Linked DNA regions of Capsicum annuum: region 2 is linked to region 1. Evidence: chromatin contacts called from public Hi-C data. All regions are on one chromosome and are shown on one strand. Each heading gives the region's core, a stretch centred on a gene start, on an enhancer-like site or on the middle of the called end of the contact. The rest is flanking DNA. Distances are from core to core; before and after follow the strand shown. Region 1 has its middle 35 kb from the start of LOC107878525. Region 2 holds the start of LOC107878526 (leucine-rich repeat receptor-like serine/threonine-protein kinase At1g17230).

Region 1 (2,700 bases), core at 96-2,595:
CCCCTTACCTATCGAGTTAATGCTTAATAATTCACCAAATAATTAAACCGTTTTTCTTATTTAACTATTAGAGTAATATACCAACCTGCCATTGGCACGTGACAGAGACCTGAATATGCCAGTCCTAGTTTTTCTTTTTTTACGAAAAATAATTTTCCCTCTCAACAATTTTTAAGAGAATAATTTTCCCTCTCAATTACTGTATTAGAATGTGATTTGAGTCAAAGTGTCAAAACTGTGGCCCCTTATTTCTCATCCTTTATAGAATTGTTCACATTACTAGGTTTGAACTTTATTTATTAGTATATGTTTATTTGTTATTTTACTACACGTATATGATCTGAGTTAAAACTATTGAGTTCAATTGTATCCATCTATTATATAGTGTATACATTTATGATTTTTTTGATGTGAGATATTATGGAATCTAAAATAGTCAATACTCAATAGTTTCTCATATTTGCTACATTTAAGTGTGATGTTGATTTGAGAGTTTACACAACAACAAAAAAAAAATCAAGTATATTCCCACATAATGGGGTTTGAGGAAGGTAGAGTGTACGCAGTCCATACCAATACCTTCGAAGAAGTAGAGAGGTGATTTCCGATAGACCCTCGTTCAGGACAAAATGACTTAAGTATGATGTCGATTTGAAAGTTTACACGTGAATAATATATGTATTTATGACTATAACATAAGGTTAATTCTTAAGGGTATATGATAGGATCCGACTATGCATCGAAACTCTTATAATGACGAACCACATTTATCGAAGGAGGTTCAACTCAATCTTTTTTCTCATTAAAAAAAATTATACTAGGTTAATTTTTTAATATTAATAGTTGAATTTCCTCAACGAAACTTCTATCATCGTCACTACTTAAAATACTACGGAATGATTAAGTTGAAATTCTTTCAAGATCCTCATGCATCTTTCCAATTTTACCTCATAGAAACTTGGTCACAAAGATGTCTATATATATATATGTTATTTTGTTGTTTCTGTTGAAAAGAGAATTTGCAGTTGCTATCCTTTGGTTTAATGCATACAAGGTGTTAGTGTAAACAGCACTAGACCAATCTCAAGTGAGCTCGATCGAGAAAGCATGCAAAGGTTCGGTTATATAATTACTTCAAGTTTCAACATATCTCTATTTTCCCCATCCCACCCCCTTGCAACCTCACCCCTACCAAAATAACATTTTATTTGTTGCAAATGCATGTGCCTACTTGTATGCCTTTGCATTATAACCTCAACATGACACAATGTTTGCTAAAGGAATATACATGAAAGGCATGTGACGTTGTACGTGCCCCTGGGCTCCAGATCATTGGGCCAACTAATAAATATCAAAGATTTAATTATTGGGCCCTTGAGATTCTCAGGCTGGGCGTGTCAACTCTCTCTGCCTATTAGAGGCGAAGCCAGGATTTCAGATAAGGGGGTTCAATATTCAAAGAAAACTAAGTCAAAGGGGGTTCAACACCTGTTATAACCACATAAAAAATAATTTTAATCATGTATAAATAGTATATTTTTCCGTCGAAGGGGGTTTGGACGACCCCCTAAGGAGGGTTGGCTCCGCCTCTGGTGCCTATTGTCACTTTCTGGACAAATGTTTAATAAATTATTTTATTTTTATTTTTCTTATAATTTATGAACTTTTTAAATACAGTATACCGATAATTTTGAGCAAATTGAAAGTTTCATGATAATTTAGATCACGATCTAAAATTATATAGACGTTAGAAGACATTGAGGGGTCGTTTGGTAGGCCGTATTAGGAGAAATAGTCCATGTATTAAGTGTGGTATTAATTAATACTATGTTTGGTAGGATTTTGGACCAATGTATTACTAATATCATGTATTAGTTATACACCCTACATGGTATTATAGGGTGTATTACTAATACATCACATATGGTGGTATTAGTAATACATGGGTTTTAATATCATGGGACTAGCATGTGTAAAGACAAGAATATCCCTCAAATTCTTTTAAACATTTTTTTATTTTTTTTATTTTTATTTTTTATATTTTTACTAATAAATTTATTCAAATAAATTAGTTTACAAATTTTATTATTATTTACAAAAATATCCTCAAATTTCTTTAATTTTTTTCTAAATCTTTTTCAATTTATTCAATATGAGTTACTTCTTTTCAATTTATCAAAATAATAAAATCCCACAAATAATTTTAGTTATAAAAAACTACTCCATTAACTCAAAAGAATATTTATTGGTCAAAATCCGAAAACAAATTGCATAAAAACTTTAATTTTGTAAATAGGATATTCATAAATTAAAATAATTTTTCTACTTAGTTTTAACACACTATAGAATACAATTTTATTTTAATAATGATTTTATTGTCTCATCCAAAAGTTATACGTATCTCCCCCAACTTAAAAATAACATAAAGTGGGAACAACAAGCAAATAATGAACAAACAAAGAAAAGATAATAAGAAAAATAATTTTTGTAAGTGAATGATTAAATCTTAAAATTCTAAAGTAAATAATTAGTTATATTGTTAACTTTTTTTATTCTAAAAAAAGAATAATAAACTTTTGTTAAAAAAATACACAAAGTTATAATATGTCGAGGGTATTTTTGTAAACAAATAATATTCTTTTTAAAATATAACAATACATATTACTTTCAATGCATCAAACCAAACACTGCATTAAAAAT
Region 2 (2,837 bases), core at 208-2,707, 44 kb before region 1:
AAAATAGATATAAAAGTGTTAGAATAAGAAAAATTTTAAAAGTACTAAACTTTTAAAAGTTTTAAGTATGTAAGAAGTATGAAATCAATGGTTTTGTAAAGATTTGATTTTAAAATTAAGGAAAAAATTTTAATATAGAAAAAAAATAAGCGTACCATAAATATGTTTGAAATTGATGTGTCTCTCTTACCTCTGACAATAAGGGAACGAGGTACTGCATGACAAATGTAAAAATGGTGATATATCAATCACTTAAAACTGTGATGGTAAAATATATATGCGTTTACACTAAAATATATGTTTATGTTTACATTATTATATTAAAGTGTCAAGGATTTTTGCAAAGAGATTTAAACTTTTTGCACTTTATTACAAAACTCTCTAATAGATAAAATCATTTAATTTTAAATTATCAAATATTACACATACAAAACACGTGCGATTAAACTAGCCTACTTTTAAAAAATGAATCATCAAACATGAATATTATCTATATTATCCATTAATAAATGACTATCCATACTATCGATACCATTTGTATGTTTGTTATTTTTATGAGTTATAAAGGTCTAATTAAGTTTAAGTTAGCTTTTAGCTTATGTGGCACCTGATTATATTCATATTATTTGTTGATTAACCCATTTTTTATCCATGTGAAATACAAACTAATATCTTATCTATTTTTATTAACCTTTTATTCCATCTGTCCAGATCTTATCTAATCCTCTCATTTTCCACTCTAACTATAAGATACCTATTATTTGTTCATTACCTAAAAAGTAATTTGAGATTGAGACAAGATTGTTTGAAATTTTTTTATGTGCCTACCAAAACACCTATTCATATTCTGCCAAACCCATTACTGAAAGTTTTGGCTTGTGGTAGGATACAATGTAACATTACAATTTTCCAATTCATCCACCCACTACTAAATGGGGTATTTATCCCTAACATGACTATTTTCTTTAAAGATATCATGACGTTTATAGACTAGTTCCAAGTTTGTAACAGGAAAAAGATAAAACGACAAAGATAAATTAGTGAAAAAGAGGAAATTAATCACCAAATACTGTGATAGAACGATAATTACCTCTTCATTTAATTAGAAATTTCGGTTTGGACTCTGAAAATAAAATCATTCTAGATAGGAATAGAAAGTACACTTCTAGTCAGATTAGAAAGCGAATACCAAATATTGGATGGAAAAATAAAAAAAAGGTTAAAAGGAGGATTTTGAGCTTGAGAAATAAAAAAAAAGGTTAAAAGGAGGATTTTGAGCTCGAGAAATAAAATCGTTTGATAGTGAGTGCCAAAGTGGACTTCTTGTTCCGACTCTGAATTAGATGAATCAGAAAGCAAATATCGGACCTCGGATGGGAAGTGGGAAAAAAAGAAATACAATATGAATATAAGTGTTGAAAATAAAGTCGTCTTTGATAAGGAGAAATTTAGTTTTCAAAGTAAACTTCTCAATTTGAATCTGAATTAGATAGCGAACACAATAGCAAAAAAAAAAGTAAAGAATTTCATATCAAGTATTCCACATTGTTAGGCTTAGAATTTAGAAAGTTGGCTAAACGATAACTCACAAGGAAAAATTTTCATGACCAATCTCTATCTCACTTTATCTCAACAACACTTGCAACAGAGTGTAAAAGCAAGAGAGTATTTGGGACCAACTAGAGAATGAAATCATGATTTTTAGAATTACAACAACAACAAGAAGATGGAGAATTAATATGAAGAAGGTGAAACAACAACAAGAAGTGGTTAATATCAATTTTATCATATAGTTGTATTCATTCACATATCACACTCACATGTTCTAGTACTACTTCCATTCTGTAAAGTTCTAGTTGACTCTCCCTTTGTGGTCCTCCATTTTCTTGCCTTATCAATCAATCAACTTTTAGCAATTTTTTTTTTTCATCATTTTTGTCCTCTTATTTAATTTTCTAACTTTGTTTAAGTATCATAGCTATATACCATTTCTTGATTTTTAGAATCTTGGTCTTTGGCCTTTTGCATGTCTTGAGTGACATTATTTTTGGTCACTAAGGTTAAAAAAACAAAACAGGATTTCATATTATAACTAAATCCCATTTCTTGATTTGTAGAATCTTGGTCTTTTGCATGTCTTGAGTGGCATTATTTTGGTTATTAAAGTTAAAAACAGTCCAGGATTTTATGTTATAGCTGAACCCCATTTCTTGATTTGTAGAGTCTTGGTGATATGCATGTCCTGAATGGCATTATTTTTGGTCATTAAGGTTAAAAACAATTCAAGATTTTTGCTTCTTGAGTTTGGGTTGGGTTATATAGTGACAGTTATGGGCCCTGGAATCTCAAAACTTGCTTAATGATATCTGTTTCTTGGTCTGCCATTAGCTCTGCTACAACTTTTGGGCATTGCCATACTCATTGAGTTTCCTAGTTTTCATCCATAAAAAAATTGACATGACTTTAGTGTAAACTAAACAGAATGTCATTCATGCCCATTTATCCTTGGAAATGGCAAGTTATAGTAACTTTGTAATCCAACAGCATTTGTTTTTGGTGCTGTTGATTCTTCTTTTCTTTGCTGGTTTTGGTGAATCTTTAAATGAAGAGGGGCTTATTCTTTTGGAGTTCAGAAAATCCCTTATTGATCCTAGTAACAATCTTCAGAGTTGGAATTCTTCAGACTTGACTCCTTGCAAATGGGATGGTGTAAAGTGTAGCAAGTATGATCAGGTGATTTCTCTAAATATCGATGGTCGTAACTTATCTGGTAGTTTATCTTCAAGAATTTGTGAACTTCCTTACTTGACAGTATTGAATGTGTCATCAAATTTCAT

What was found. Hi-C and Micro-C count contacts between places; a contact is called where the count stands out from the background.
Region 2: a contact with region 1 is called in a Hi-C map of pericarp, with 3 times the contacts expected there. The contact joins the promoter of LOC107878526 here to the enhancer-like site in region 1. A contact is called at or near these places in 5 of 5 Hi-C or Micro-C datasets (bud, leaf, pericarp and 1 more).

Annotation. Positions count from the first base shown.
Region 1 is chr7:216,616,471-216,619,170 of UCD10Xv1.1, reverse strand. No RefSeq gene overlaps it. Among protein-coding and RNA genes, the nearest start is that of LOC107878525, 35 kb to the left of the region's middle. Within about 2 kb of position 1,345, at least 1 of the 5 cell types and tissues checked has an H3K27ac peak or open chromatin away from gene starts, as enhancers often do. A contact at or near this core is called in pericarp, where this site is marked.
Region 2 is chr7:216,660,299-216,663,135 of UCD10Xv1.1, reverse strand. LOC107878526 (leucine-rich repeat receptor-like serine/threonine-protein kinase At1g17230) reads left to right here and starts at 1,457. Exons shown (of 3, transcript XM_016725549.2): 1 at 1,457-2,837. The coding sequence starts at 2,512.